Regions from separate parts of the Mus musculus genome. Here all the other regions are linked to region 1. Evidence: chromatin contacts called from public Hi-C, HiCAR-type, HiChIP or PLAC-seq and promoter capture Hi-C data. All regions are on one chromosome and are shown on one strand. Each heading gives the region's core, a stretch centred on a gene start, on an enhancer-like site or on the middle of the called end of the contact. The rest is flanking DNA. Distances are from core to core; before and after follow the strand shown.

Region 1 (2,830 bases), core at 189-2,688:
ATCGGGAATATGGTATTTTACCTTTGGCATCCTATTAGTAACTTTATTGAGAGTGACTATTATCTAATTTTCATAAACGAGGAAACTGAGGCTTACCTTTCCTAAGGCTACAAAAGCACAGCTGTACTTCCTAACCAAGTTCTCCTGGTAACCCCTATATGCCTGAGTTTACAATCCTAGCACCTGGCTACTGAAGTTAAAGCCCCACTAGCCAAACATTGTCTTGTTGACACTGTGGTGTTACTAAACTTGCCTGTTAACATAATGAGAATGAGGAGTGCTGGAGAGAAAATTAAACTATTAAAGATAAGGCTCATAACTAAAACTACAAAGGGCACTGAGGATATATTAACCATGTAGGGCTCTTGTGATGATTAAGATATGTGGATCATGGAATAAGCATAAAGGAGTTGGGTATCACTATTTCTTCTGGACCAGTACTATGCACAGGCAATATAATGTGACCGTAGTGACACTCTAGAGGAGGGGGGCGGGGAGAGGAGAGTAGGAGGAGGTAATTTTAGCTGTGTATGGCGGCTCAAATTTGTAATCTCAACACTCAGGAGGCTGAGGCTGAGGGATTGCCATCACTCTGAGGGAGGTGGGTGATGCAAAGTGAATTTCAGGCCAGCCTGCGCTATGGTGGGAGGCACTGTGCAAAAAACCCAAAACAGAACAAAGGTGATCTTTAAGTTTTCAAGTAACTACGTTGAAAAAAGAAAAAAACTAAAAGAAACATGAAATTATTTAAGTTACTAAATACACTCCCAATTATATAATCAGTTTTTTCTTGTTTGTTTGTTTGTTTTTCGAGACAGGGTTTCTCTGTAGAGCCCTGGCTGTCCTGGACCTTACTTTGTAGACCAGGCTGGCCTCGAACTCAGAAATCCGCCTGCCTCTGCCTCCCGAGTGCTGGGATTAAAGGCGTGCGCCACCACGCCCGGCCCCATATAATCAGTTTTGCATTCAACAATGTTCCTTCTCAACTTGGTCCAGCCACGTTTCAGGCAGCTACTATGAGCTGCGCCCTCAGCTCCCAGTCAGTTCCTCGCGGTTAGCAGTGAACCCAAGGCCCCGCCCCCGCCCCTCCCAGATTACATCATAGAGCCCACCAGTCAGGGCCGGCGGGGCCCACTCAGGCCCACCCGTACGCAGGCGCGTGCGCCTGACACTAGCATCCTTTCTGCTGGAAAAGGAAGCGGCGGCCCTCTCAGAACGGCGGAGGCGGCCTGAGCCTCGCCATTCGCTGAGGCATCCGCGGGCGGGAGGCCGCAGTCTAGACCCCCGACGCGCGCCGCGCCAACGGTCCGCCACTCGTGCTGCTTCCACGGAGAGGGCGAGGAGTAGGGGCCGGCGTGGATTGGTTCGCGGCGCCTCGGCCCGCCCTTCGGTGGCGCCCATTGGCTGGGGCGGCACCCGCTGACGGCGAGCACGCTCCGCCTTCGTGCCGGCCTTCAAGAGGGCGACGAGGAAGCGGCCACCTCCCTGTGCCCCGCCCCTCCGGCTAGGTCTGTGGCTTCTGCGGCTCCTCCCGGCTGCTCCCGGCTCCTCTCTGCCCTCTCCCGGCTTCCTGCGGCTCCGGCTTGGGCTCGGCGGCGGCGGCGGGTAGGTGCGGCTGTGATTGAGATCGGAGGGTCGGCCTCCTCACTAACCTCCACGACTCCCGCCCAGGTTCTCGCGGTGGCCGCCGGGGACCCCGCAGGTCCCTCCCGAGGCGGGGAAGGGCGGTGGCTGTCCGCCTACGGGACGCCGGGGTGGTTGAGAGAGGGGGCCTGGTGGGGGGCCTGCGGGCGTGACCTTCGGAGTTTCTGAGACGCCTTCTGAGGGGACCGTAGGGGGCGAGGCGGGCGGAGAGATTTTGTATCAGGGCTTCGGAGGTTGTGGAGCCGAGGGGCTTGCCTCAGGCTGGGCATGTGCTGAGCCGGGACACTGAGGGTCGACTGCAGCCTGGGCCCTTGGGTGGGGTTCGGGATGCAGAAGGACGCCGGGGTCGTTTCTCCAGGCTTCAGGAGGGGCGTCCGTGTATGTGGGGACTGAGGCGAGCTCTGCGTGTCCCTTCTGGGGGTTATGGGTGGGGCCGAGGGGTGGTCTGGAGAATCCAACTCGAGCCCTTGTGTGCGTGGGTCCCGCACACTTTGGGGACTGACGCGCATCTAGTGTCTGGCTTCGGGAATGCAAAAGGGGTCACGTTAAGGGTGCGGAGTCCGGAAACAGGGACCAGGGCTAGCAGCGGCTGTCGGAAACGTTACTCGGAGCAGAGATTGTGGTTTATTTTAGCACCCGGGACGAGCTCTTTTGGACTGTTACTGTCGGAACTCAACTTTACTTGAGATTGCCTCCTGGGCGTTTTGGGGAGGGTTTGCTTATCTCTTGGATTGTGTAGATTAAATGCATTTGGTCTTTAGGGGAAGAGGCTGATTTCCCCACAGGTTTGTGTTTTAGGAATCCAGAACTCGCCCCCTCCTGGAGCGGAGTTGTAGCCTGTACTTCTCAGGCAAGATTAGTGTTACCCAGCCTTTTGCTGGAATCCCCCTTTCTCCTTGCCCTCCGCTGGTCCAGTTACAGAATTTCTCCCCAGGGCCTCTGCAGTGTTTCTTGCTCCCTGCGAGTGTCTCCCGCCCGTTTTCCTACTGCTGCGCTTTTGGCAACTGCCTCTGCTCTTTCCCAGGGATGGTTGTGGCATTGCATCAGGGGATATTTGTGCTTGTAATTTGCTCACTCAGCCCAGGAGGAGGGAGAATAGTATGGTGTAGAGTTGGGGGGTGGGGGTGGGAGGGTGACAAACGGGAGGGGGGCGGTTGCCGGCAGCTTGGCTGGGTAGGCAGAGCGA
Region 2 (2,830 bases), core at 148-2,647, 890 kb before region 1:
TAGGGAACAAAATACCCATGAAAGGAGTTACAGAGACAAAGTTTGGAGCTAAGATGAAAGGATGGACTATTCAGAGACTACCCCACCTGGGGATCCATCCCATAATCAGCCACCAAACCCAGACACTATTGCATATGCCAGAAAGATTTTGCTGAAGGGACCCTGTTATAGCTGTCTCGTATGAGGCTATGCCAGTGCCTGGCAAATACAGAAGTGGATGCTCACAGTCATCTATAAGATGGAACACAGGGCCCCCAATGGAGAAGCTAGAGAAAACACCCAAGGAGCTGAAGGGGTCTGCAACCCTATAGGTGGAACAACAATATGAACTAACCAGTACCCCCAGAGCTCGTATCTTTAGCTGCATATGTAGCAGAAGATGGCCTAGTCGGCCATCACTGGGAAGAGAGTCCCCTTGGTATTGCAAACTTTATATACCCCAGTATAGGGGAATGCCAGGGCCAAGAAGCAGGAGTTGGTGGGTAGGGGAGCAGGGCGGGGGGAGGGTATAGGGAACTTTTGGGATAGCATTTGAAATGCATATAAAGAAAATATCTAATAAAAAATTAAAAAAAAAGATTTTGCTGATATGACCCTGATATAGCTGTCTCTTGTGAGGCTATGCCAGTGCCTGGCCAATACAGAAGTGGATGCTCACAGTCTATTGGATAGAACACAGGACCCCCAATAAAGGAGCTAGAGAAAGTACCCAAAGGAGCTAAAGGGGTCTGCAACCCTATAGGAGGAACAATATAAACTAACCAGTACTCCTGGGCAGTGCAAGTTCACATTCCTCCGTTCCCTGGCCTTGTTAGGAACTTTGTCCCACATTGAGGGGAAGGGGCAGCCTGTGTGTACCCTAGGAGCTGTTAGTTCTTAACTCAGGATTGGATCCCTGAGCCAGGGTGAGCAGTTACCTGGAGGTGGTCTTGGTCACTGGGGAGTGACATTCCTCAGACTGAGGTCCTGGAAATCTGCTAAAAGGGACTTGACTTTGTTGAGCACCATTCCCTGCTTCAAGCAGCGGGATCCTCCTCCGGTGAATCTGTGTGAGGCTCCAAGGAGCCAGCAAGAAAATCGCAGCTTCCCTGAGGGCAAATTGGAGGCGCGCACCAGCTGTACACTGCTGGCGCTCAAGTGTTAGGATAACGTTGCCACAGAGATCCTTTTCTAGCACCTAAGTCAGCTGCAAGGGGGGGGGGTCTTTCCGCAAAAGTATGCAGTGAGCAGAGGGCAACTTGGATGCACCAGCCCCTTCCTCCTGCATCTGGGAAACCTGTCTCAAATTTTCGTGGACCGGTGCTGGAGGGACTCCCATGGCCAGGCTGGGAGGGGCGGCCGCTTCCCTTCTCTTCCCTCCCACTTCTTCCCCCTCCCTCCCACCTCCTCCCCTCTCGGGCGGGGGTTCCGGAAACCGGCCGGGGCGGGGCAAGGAGGCTAGGGCCGCGCTGGTCGCGGAGGTTGCGGCGGCACCGTGGTCTTGGGCTTGGTCCGTCTGTTCGTCCGTCCGTTGGTCTGTCCCGCCATGGCTGCGCCGGCGCCCTCTCTGTGGACCCTATTGCTGCTGCTGTTGCTGCTGCCGCCGCCTCCGGGTGGTGAGCCTGGGAGGAGGGGGCGGTGTGTGCTCCCTAGGGACCGGGTCGGGTCAGACACTTCCCCTAGCTGTCTCTGGAATGAGCCAGACAGGACCAGCCTTGGAGTGCTTCGACTTGACTCCCTGAAAACCAGGGGGGCGTCTGCGAACCCCACCACTGACTTCATCTTGTCACCTCTTCCCTCCTGAGCTGATACTGACTACCTTTGTTGTGTCCTTCACGGTGTGAAGGCCCTACCTGTTCCAGGGGCTGGAGCAAGACTCCCGCCTGGGGTTAGCTTCAGGCTCAAAGACAGCCTGGCCCTTCCAGCAAAGACTTTCCCTCTCAGCTTGTTTCCTGGCTGGGAGCCCCGCCGCCTGTTGCCTCTACAGCCCTGTGTTCCAGGAGAAGCTGGGCCCTAAGGCTGGCTTGGGGAGGAGACACCTCTTTCCCTTTTCATCATTAGAGGGATGACTCACTTGGGCTTGGGAGGGCAGGCTGGGGGCCTATTCGGGTGTGTATTGGAACAGTCCCCTGCCGGTCATGGGAAACTGATTCTGTTGTGATGGGTGGCTTCCTGGAGGAAAAGGGCTGTTTCCTGAGGGCTGACATGAATTTGGAAATGAGAACAGAGTCAGCCCATCCCCCGAGTGAGGCTCTGGGAGAGCGGGACAACTCAGACTATAGAGAGTTTCGTTCTGTGTCTGGAGGGTCTCAGCCTTGAAGACCCACTGGTGTGGACATCAGTAGATGCCACCTGTCTTTAATCTCAACACTCCAAAGGCAGAGGCAGGAGGATCTCTGTGAATTTGAGGCCAGTCTGGTCTAGGCTGTGAGTTTCCAGGTGAACTAGGGCTATATAGTGAGACCCTACCCTAAAAAGAAAGCAAGAAGTCTCACTGGTGTGGGCTGTTCAGCCTCCGAATCGCAGCCTGGCTCACTTTCATGTGGTGAGTTGGCTAAGCCTGCAGTGGTCAGATAGACCCATTTCATAGCAAGGTTTGGCCCAAAACAACAAAACTGTAGCCCTCTTTACCTCCAAGTTAACTTTTCACAGCCTGTCATAGCACCTCTTCCCCTGGGCCTCATTCTAGTAGCCCCAAGGCACATGCTCTATCTCCTGCCTGATCTGGCTGGGCTCTCTGACCAGGGTTCATGTGCTGGCTCAGGACTGCTTCCAGACGGATACTTAAGGGACTGTCCCATGTGAGCCTTGATGAGGGTCTTTCACGTGGGGTTCTCCTGTGTTTGGGTTT
Region 3 (2,830 bases), core at 242-2,741, 860 kb before region 1:
CCTTTTCTTTAAGTTCTTTGTATTGTATCTGAAGTACTTCTAATTCAAAATTATCTTTAACTGGAATATCTTCTCTGCTTTTCCTTATAGGACTATTTGGTAACCCATCTAATCGGCGGACCTTATGAGCACCTGTATAAAAAGTAGTTGCCCTTAGGTTGAGCATGGTGGCACAGAACTGCAATCCCAACACTTGTGAAGTAGAGCTATGGGGATCTCAAATTCAAGGCTAGCCTTGCTAGAGATCGAGAACCTGTCTGGAAAAAATAATCCCATGTATACTGCGGGGCTCAGTATGTATCCACCTTTGTCATAAAATGCAGAAGGAGTCACTCTTGAAAGCCAAGTTGAGAAAGACCCAGGTAACAGCTCCGAGCATGGTATAAACACATAAAGAATCCTTATGGCATAGCATATCTGAATTCTCTCGCTTTATACCTCACCCACTTTCTAGACTCTCAGCTCATAGCTGAACAGAGATTGCACTGGCTGTGACTCTACCATAACTACTATTTACTACAACATGTTAGGCATAGGATCTGCTGGTTTTAAAGACTGATGGTGAACCAAATGGATACATTCCAGGGGGAGGTGGGGCTCCAGGGATGGAGTAAGGTAGAGTACCGGGTGATGTAGGGCCAAGGAAGGGGGAGGCAGCATTGCTTTGTGCCATTTCGTGGAAAGTTGCGTCTAACCACTGCCGCATATGACAGCTGGTCAGCAATGAGTGTTTTCCAATGCCTGGTTTTCCATGCAATATTGCTGGAGAGATGGAGGGCCAGCCACATTTCCAGGGATAATCCTATTTTTCAGATGCTGTAAGTGCTAAGTACATTCGCAAGGTGCCCATCAAACCCTCCTGACACTTAACTTATTCCCCAAGAGTGTAAGCTCTAAGAAGAAAAGCAGCTTTGGCATTTCTTGCCCATTGCCTGTTTGCCATGCCTAACCTTTGGGCAACTGGCATTTTTGTGTAAGACTCTCTTTCATCTCTTGCCTCTGTCAGACGCCTTCTAATGCTCTTCTGCCCAAGGGTTACAATGGGGTGCATACCATCTAAATGGGAGGCCATTTAACATTCTGGATGTCTCACCGCCAAATCAGAGGTCTGCACCACCCGCCGGGGGAAAAGGCCCCTCAGGCACTCACTGGACAGGTTCCGAGGCGCGACGGGACACTGGCTCAGGGCCTGTGACGCGAGGATGTCGAGTTCCTCTAGGTCGTCCGCAGTAAATTCCGCGTGCTCACCGAATGGGTCTTCGGGGTCCGGGACTGTGGTCTCAGAGAAGCTCCGGGCCCGCTTGCTCGGAGGGTTCTCAATGGATCGAGACAGACCGGGGAAAGGCTCCAGGCCGCCACTCTGTTTCCTGTGGCTGTTCGGTGCGGGGGTCCCGGCCATGACTACCTTCAACCCGCAGCATCCGAAGACGCCAAGCACAGCCTTGTCCACAGAAAGCCTGAGCTGGCCCAACCGCCCGCGCGCCGCCGTTCCCCTCGCCTTCCAGCGTCTCCCCAGCCTGCGGGCCAATCAGCTGCCAGCTACCGGGCACAGATGGGTGACGTGTACAGAGCGCGCCGTTACCCGGGACAGGCTCCTGCGTGTCTGGGCTCAGTACGAAGGGGTCCCCGGTGATGCCAGGGTACTACAGTGCTGTCAGGATTATCCCGGTTGCGAGATCGAGGAGCGTCTGCCCGACCACACCTGAGGCGGTTCCCCGTGGCACTGTGTAGAATACAGAGCCCTAGAGAAGCAGGCAGCGTTCAGGGGTCAGCTCTCCCTGACCTCACTCCTCGCGGCTGACCCACCTCTCTCATGTCCAGAGACTCTTTTAGGGAGGAGGCTGGGAAGAGCAGACTTGGGGAGGAGAAGGAATGCTTTTCTTCCTGGAAGCAGAGATCTTCCAGGATAACAAATGTTTCAAGTATGTATATTTGAGAAAAAAAAAAAAAAAAAAAGGCTGGGAAGGATGGTCTCGAGAACGGCGTGCCTATTCGGAACTGCTCCAACTGTTAACTTCCATTTATTTCTTGGAGAGTCTTTATGTCCTGAGCGCTGGTTGCGTAGAGACAATGAAGCTCAAGAGGTCAAGGAAGGCTCGCTGGGAGTGGTCCTTGAATTACCCAACAGATTGAGGGGGAAATAGCAAGAAAAATGGGTTAGGAGGCAGACGCATGATGTTTCTGAGAAAAATTCATCTTCGACAAGGATGCCAGGTGGATGCCTCCTCTTTGCGACAGACTTCATGGAGGAGCAATGATTTGAGTTGGGCTTGGGTGTATGACTGGCTTTTATGAGCTGAAGTGGTGGGCAGAACAGATACCAGAAATGGCGGATTAGCATTGGAAGGCAACAAGATCAAGACTTTTCTACTCCGTTTGCTCAATGCCAGACTTAGTTTGTGAACCTACCAATGTTTGCTGAGGCGTTGGGCGGAAAGGAGAGCGCTCAGGCTTAGAATGCCTTAGGCCTGCCAACCCACCCCCACCCCACCCCTGCCTCATTATTTTTTATGTGTGTTTTACCTTCATGTATGTATGTGCATCACATGCATGTATGCCTGGTGCCTACAGTGGTCAGAAGGCATTGCATCACTTAGAACTGCCTTAGTTTCTTGATTCAGCTGCTGGTAGTTTTCCCATAGCTGCCCAACATAATGTTGAATGTTCAAGTCTCCCAGCAGCCCCCCACCCCCTTTGGTTATATGTCAAGACATATAACCAAAGCTGGCCCAGAACTCCAGAATGTCCTTCCTCCCGCTGAGTGCTGGGATTATAGACATGAGTTTTTGTTTGTTTGTTTTGTTTTTGTTTTTTGTTTTTGAGATGGCCT
Region 4 (2,830 bases), core at 159-2,658, 840 kb before region 1:
ATGGACTGGGACCGCCCCTGTCAATCACTAATTAAGAAGATGCCCTACAGGGGGATCTTATGGAGCGATTTCTCCACTGAAGTTCATTCTTTCAGATAACTCAAGCTTCTGTCAAGTTGACATAAATCAAGCCAGCACCCCACCCCCACCCCACCCCACGGGAGTCTGAGGGTGTGATGGTAGAGCAGCCTGGCATCAGCCCTTAGTGAAGTGGCAGATACGGAAGACGGCTTCCCCCGATTTAGAGCCCTCTAACCTTAGAGGCTTCCAGGTGACGTATATGCAGTTTTTCCCTTTCTGGACACTATGCCAATGGCCTTGAGCCAAAGTCCTTCAAAAGCCCTCAGGATGGGTCAGGTCCTGGCTCCACAGATTGCCATTGGCAAGCCCGGGTGTGAACCGCCCTGCATAAAGCCCTCAGGAGAGAACCTCTGCCCAGGGTTTCCTTCCCAGAAAGACCCAGGTGTTTTCCAAGGAGGGAGTCCAGACTTGCTCAAGGCTTCTGAGTTCTGCATGGCTCCAGGTACAGGCCGTGGAGGAGGGAAGGAAATAAGACCCTACTTCTGCACCTCACAGCCAGTATGCCCTGCTTACACAGTTCAGCTTTGGTGGTATTACCCCCTATTAGTCAGGGAGCAAAAAGGTCGGGGTGTGTGTGTGTGGGGGGGGAAGGGGTGTCAGGTTACATGGCTTAGTGATGGCGCAAACTCAGGTCCAAAGCCCGGGCTCTCTTCAAACAGCCAGGGGTGGGGGCCGGAAGGAGAGGTTGGGTGTTGTGGAGTATTGAAAGAAGGAAAGGTGGGCAGGGCCAGGTGAGAAGAGGAGAAGCTGGCGTCTAGGAGACCAGGTGAAGAAAGTTGGGGGGAGAGGATGGCTCCAAGGGCCGGGATCTAGAAGGGAATGAGGGCGCTCCGGGCGCTGGGCGAGGTGCGTTGGGGATAGTCAAGATGGTGGTTATGGAACAGGCAGAGCAGGTGTGGGGCACAAGTCCCTCGAACTCTGGCAGGACGGGGAAAGGCTCCAGTGCTGTATCTCAACGCCCAGGTAATAAGGCTCGCAACCATGGCCGTAGCCTCTTGGTCCTAAGCGGCGCGCAGGTGAGGCCCGGCTGGGCGGGGCGGACCGCCCACGCTCCCGGCTCCGCTCCTCACCCTACACGTCTGCGTTGCCATGACTACCGCCCGGGCGCTGCAGCCCCCATTTAATGAGAGGGGTTGATCACCCCCCCAGGCCCTTCACAAACTCGGATCCCGCGGGACCGGAATGCGGGGTCCCGGATGGCTGGGGCCGCGTACCCCGTTCTCCCGGCAGCTTCCGGCCTGGTCCGGGCGGCGCGCGGGGGGAGGGCGGCCCGACGGGCGGGGGGTGGGGGGGTGGAAGGAGCGGAGCCCGGGCCGGCCGACGCGGCTTTGTCTCCTTTGTTCCCAGCGGAGGCAGCGCCGCGGCGGGAGGGGCGGGCGGCGGGCGCAGTTTTTTCCGCCCCTCGGTCTCCGGGTAACAGCTGCGGCTCCGCCAGACCCACCTCCGAGGGGAGGGAAGGCCGCCGCGCGCAGATCTGAGCTAGCCCGGAGCTGCGGGCGGACGCCTCGCCGCGCGCATCCCGCAGGAGGGTCGGGCGGTGAGTTGCGAGACTTGGGCAGGGAAGGCGGGGTTGCAGGCGAGAGCCGCGCGCACCCAGGTGGAACGGCCCGAGGCCTCGATCCCGCTGGGCACAGGCAGCCGGAGTGGTGTCTCCGGTGGGTGGCTTCGGTCCTCAGAGTTGGGACCACACTCGCGCGCGCGAAGGCAAACTCTGGCGGCACCGCCTGTAACGCGATTGGGAGACAGAGGAGGTGGAGCTGCTCCTCCGCGCCCCCTCCTCGCTGCCGCCACCGCCGCTTTCGGGACCGGCCGGCCCCTTCCCCGCCCTCCCTGGGCCACTGGTGGGGTCTTTGTCCCGTGGAGCGGCGGAGGGAGGAGGGTTGAGGATGAGTCGAAGCAAGGAAGTGGAGGCTTCCCCATAGGATAACAGATCTTTCAGGCAGAGACTGACAAAGGAGGACCACGAGCCTTTTAACACTTGGACTCTGTCTCGGTACCCACACACCCAGCCGGTGCTTGACGAGCGCCTTAATTTATGGCGGGTGTCTGGTAAATGATGGCTCCCTTCCACCCTACTCAACATCCAGACGGCAGGTGTGTAGTGCACACCACTTCACTGTCAAAAAGTAACTCTCCCTTTTAAGTGGATACTGGGATAGGGGCGGGAGTGTGGGTGGCCGAGCTCAGAAAGGGAAGGCCAGTTTCCCCCAACTCCCAGACAAGTGCAGATGTGGAAGGGGCTGAATTTGTGAGTCTTCTTGGTTGTGAGAGCAGCTGCAGGAGAGGGTTAGGTGTTGCTTGTCCTTTGCAGAAGTCAGGCAACCAGTCTTGGGCCCTGCCGTAGGGTTTCGGGGAGTGTGGGTTCTAAAGAGGCCTATGGGGCAGGCCTGGGCACAGGCAGAGTTAGTTAGACTTTGGCGATGAGCCTGGACAGCCTGAGATGTGGGGAGTTAGGGAGGAGATACTGGCAGTGCAAGTTAGGGACGTGAGGCTTGGCTCCAAATAAGCCCTAGTCCGATCATTAATAAAACTGGGCCGATTCCTCGGCTTTTGAGATGCTAAGAGGCTTGAAAGCGGAGTGTGAGCTCCATATTACCCCTCTAGTCTGGATCTCCTTGGCAGTGAAATGGGGGCTCTGTCACCATGTAGGGAACACCTGCTCTGCGTTGGGTCTGCTGGTTACTGGAGCCTTCTTATAAAAAGCAGGTACTCTCTGCCTTTAAAGAGCTCTTGTCTAGGGTGGGAGGAC
Region 5 (2,830 bases), core at 224-2,723, 540 kb after region 1:
GTGGTGATGGCTCACATCCTGACTTGAAAAACCAAAAACAAAGAACAAAAATTATTTTCACATTTCGAAATTTAAACTTAAAGAGATTAAGTAATGTGCCCATGGTTACAGCTAGTGTGTTCTTTCTCCAAAGCCACCCTCAGTTTGTTTTGCTTTTTAAAGTGCCAAACCATTAACCATTCAACTTTTTTTTTTTTTTTTTTTTTTTTTGAGACAGGGTTTCTCATAGACCTGGCTGTCCTAGAACTCACTCTGTAGACCAGGCTGGTCATGAGGTCTGCTTGCCTCTGCCTCCCAAGTGCTGGGATTAAAAGAGTGCTCCACCACTGCCCAGGAGCCACCCTATTCATTCCTACCAGTCTGACTCGAATACATGGAGAAGCAATGCTTCCTTAACTCAGTAGAAGATAAAGTCTAAGAGGTGTCTGTGTCTTTCTGTTGTTTTGAAACAGGAAGAGGGAGTGTCACACCGAGACAGTAAGAGCCTTCCAGGCAAGGTCCAACAGGAAAAACCACAGGCAGGCAGTATCCCCACCTGGAGGGATCTACCTGGCTCAGCAGGGCACCAAGGTGCAGCCCTGCACGACTCAAAGCACAGGGGGCACTGGCCCTTGACACCAGACCAGAATGCTGGATGGGAACAGGTGGCAAAAATATCCCTCTCCCCAAACAGTCCTTTAGCCTGGCCTCCAGGACCTTTTAAGGTGGTGACAGTAGATTGTTTTCCAGCATGGAAGAGAGTAGCCCACATCAAAAGATTTCCAGATCCGATTCTAAAAGCGCCAAGGGCAAGCAATGACTCCTGAAGAGAAGGCTTAGCATTTACAACAGCACAGCCAACTTCAAGGAGCCCAAAGAAATGACTTTAGGACAAGATAGGATGTCTTAGTGGTACCCATCGGAATGTGGAGTCAGCCACCGCCCCTTCCTCCATGGTCTGCCTGTAAGAACATTTTCTCTTTTCTGTATGACAGAAAAGGAGGCGGATACCCCAATGTCTCCTGCTCTTAGGGCGTCAGAGGCACACCTCTCAATCTTTCCTTCCAATGGCTGAACGGCTGTCCCCTTTACTCTCCCAACTTGGCCTCATTTCCCCCTCTGCGCTTGGCACCGCTCTCTACTACTCTGTTCCCCTCTAACCTTTCTCCACCCACAGTCGGCTGGACCACTCTTCCCCTGTCCACCACCCTTTTCTTCCCGCTCAGTCCCTTTCCCCTCAGCCAGCCACCGCCCAGACCATGGTACCTTTAGCGTCACGTCGCATAGCTTGCCCTGCCGCCGGATCTCCTCCATGACGCCGTAGCCGCGACTAGGCAACTCCGACACGGAGAAATGCACCAAGTCCTCCAGCTCCTCCGCGCCGTCCTCCACCATCTTCCCCGGCCGCCGCAACTGCGCAGGCCTGGCCAGCAGGCTTCACACTAACCAGGGCGGGGCAAGGGCTCACGCTGAAGGCTGCCCAGAACGCGAAGCCGGAATCTCACTGGCCTGCGCGGCCACCGTACCCACAAAGTCCTCGACACCGGAAGTCTCGCTGCCCCGCTTCCTGGTTTATACATAGCCTTTTTCCCCCCGTAACTCAAACTCAGGCTTCGCATATACAGCTACTCTAAGCCTTCCAGGTTAATTGACTCCATCTCTGTCTTCTTTGTTCAGCTCTGACTTTCCCTGTATCTTTAACGGAGAAATGTGGGCTTAAATTCCGCCACCACCCTACACTACTTCCGTAATCCCTGCAGGCTTCCTGTTGCCATGGCGACTGTGTACACAGCCAGTCGGCTAGCTGTCCTGGTTGCGAACAGAGCTCCCTCAAGTTGCTGCAGTTCTAGCGGTCGCTCTACCCGAGCGCCACTGCCCCGCGAGGTGAGCAGTGGTCACGAGCCGGTGGCGTTAGGTAAAAGGGAAACCTGGTGGGGATATCCTCCCAGCTGCTGTCAGTGGCTGGGTTCCTAACTCCTTTGGTTCTTTTATTTGTGAAAAAAAAAAAAAAATCGGAGACACCCCTGGAGATGCTCCTTTCAACCTGGTCGCAGCTTAGGGGAGCTAGGAGTTTCTGATGTTCCTTAGTCCCACGAGTCTCCACTGAGGTCCCACGACTTGCCTTAGACGGAGAGGGCGTGAGTTTGAGTGTCAGAGATCATTAAGACACGGTGTCATCACTTAGAGCCTTCTAACTACCGAAGAGGAAAACCCTCTAGAGGGGCACAGGAATGGGACCAAGGCAATCTGTCACACACATTTTAGAAAAGCATTCCACACACTGGGTGAGAAATAGGAGAGTGGCCAGTTTTGCCTGGGTGCAAACTTTGGGTTCATCTCATGCTGAGATGCAGTAGGACCCAGTGTTGTGGGTTTAAAGGGTGTTTGTTTCTTAGTCTTTATCCCTGATCGAGGTAAGAGCATGGTAGGTATGAACGCCTAGTGCCTATGAGTAATCCCATTGACTTCTTGTCAAGCCTTCGTGGGTGTTAATGTATATCCTGCTCATTCCCAAGCCCAAAACAAATGGAGAAACACTGACTCTCTCAGCACAGAGGTCTCCTGGTGGCTCGTCAGAGTCACTTTATTATGTGAAGTATGTAAGGACTGTGTTCAGATTTCTGGGAGTATTCCATCCTGAGGGGGAAAAAACACTACCTAATGGGAGGGTATCTTGAGACTGAGCATGGCTTCTTGTACTGGGAAATGAAGTATCCTCCCCAGAACGCTGCAAGTTCAGGGATTAGAGTAGTGTGGGAGGGGAGTGACATATCACATACCTTGGCACTCTCTCAGTAGTGGCTGAAGATGGTGGACCCACCTATGGAGATTCAGTCACCCTCTGACTTCC

The links. Promoter capture Hi-C pulls out the DNA fragments that hold promoters and counts their contacts. A called contact is a pair of places that touch in the nucleus more often than the background predicts. HiCAR-type assays count read pairs that join an accessible place to other places. HiChIP or PLAC-seq counts read pairs in DNA pulled down with a chosen protein or histone mark.
Region 2: a Hi-C map of B cells shows a contact between it and region 1, with 6 read pairs. The contact joins the promoter of Shisa5 here to the promoter of Map4 in region 1. A contact is called at or near these places in 1 of 484 Hi-C or Micro-C datasets (B cells) and 1 of 115 datasets of contacts at active chromatin or transcription factors (large pre-B cells).
Region 3: a contact with region 1 is called in a FOXA1 HiChIP or PLAC-seq map of pancreatic cancer cells. The contact joins the promoter of Atrip-trex1 here to the promoter of Map4 in region 1. A contact is called at or near these places in 3 of 39 promoter capture datasets (the C10 cell line, cranial neural crest and liver), 2 of 484 Hi-C or Micro-C datasets (B cells and embryonic stem cells), 10 of 115 datasets of contacts at active chromatin or transcription factors (SST interneurons, T-cell acute lymphoblastic leukemia, cardiomyocytes and 6 more) and 1 of 9 other capture datasets (macrophages).
Region 4: a contact with region 1 is called in a HiCAR-type map of astrocytes, with 5 times the contacts expected there. The contact joins the promoter of Plxnb1 here to the promoter of Map4 in region 1. A contact is called at or near these places in 1 of 39 promoter capture datasets (cranial neural crest), 2 of 484 Hi-C or Micro-C datasets (both in embryonic stem cells), 12 of 115 datasets of contacts at active chromatin or transcription factors (T-cell acute lymphoblastic leukemia, astrocytes, cardiomyocytes and 7 more) and 1 of 9 other capture datasets (macrophages).
Region 5: a promoter capture Hi-C map of erythroid cells shows a contact between it and region 1, with 5 times the contacts expected there. The contact joins the promoter of Klhl18 here to the promoter of Map4 in region 1. A contact is called at or near these places in 1 of 39 promoter capture datasets (erythroid cells) and 1 of 115 datasets of contacts at active chromatin or transcription factors (memory CD8 T cells).

The regions. Positions count from the first base shown.
Region 1 is chr9:109,930,336-109,933,165 of GRCm38.p6, forward strand. It overlaps Map4 (microtubule-associated protein 4), which reads left to right and starts at 1,439. Exons shown (of 19, transcript NM_001205330.1): 1 at 1,439-1,605.
Region 2 is chr9:109,037,170-109,039,999 of GRCm38.p6, forward strand. Shisa5 (shisa family member 5) reads left to right here and starts at 1,398. Exons shown (of 6, transcript NM_025858.3): 1 at 1,398-1,595. The coding sequence starts at 1,526.
Region 3 is chr9:109,072,606-109,075,435 of GRCm38.p6, forward strand. Atrip-trex1 (Atrip-Trex1 readthrough) reads right to left here and starts at 1,492. Exons shown (of 14, transcript NR_153412.1): 1 at 1,054-1,492; 2 at 2-132. It overlaps Atrip (ATR interacting protein), which reads right to left and starts at 1,519. Exons shown (of 13, transcript NM_172774.3): 1 at 1,150-1,519; 2 at 2-132. The coding sequence starts at 1,399.
Region 4 is chr9:109,094,028-109,096,857 of GRCm38.p6, forward strand. Plxnb1 (plexin B1) reads left to right here and starts at 1,409. Exons shown (of 38, transcript NM_172775.2): 1 at 1,409-1,618. Gm7628 (predicted gene 7628) reads right to left here. Exons shown (of 2, transcript NR_168955.1): 2 at 1-1,805.
Region 5 is chr9:110,475,221-110,478,050 of GRCm38.p6, forward strand. Klhl18 (kelch-like 18) reads right to left here and starts at 1,474. Exons shown (of 10, transcript NM_177771.5): 1 at 1,246-1,474. The coding sequence starts at 1,374. It overlaps Kif9 (kinesin family member 9), which reads left to right and starts at 1,774. Exons shown (of 21, transcript NM_001163569.1): 1 at 1,774-1,894.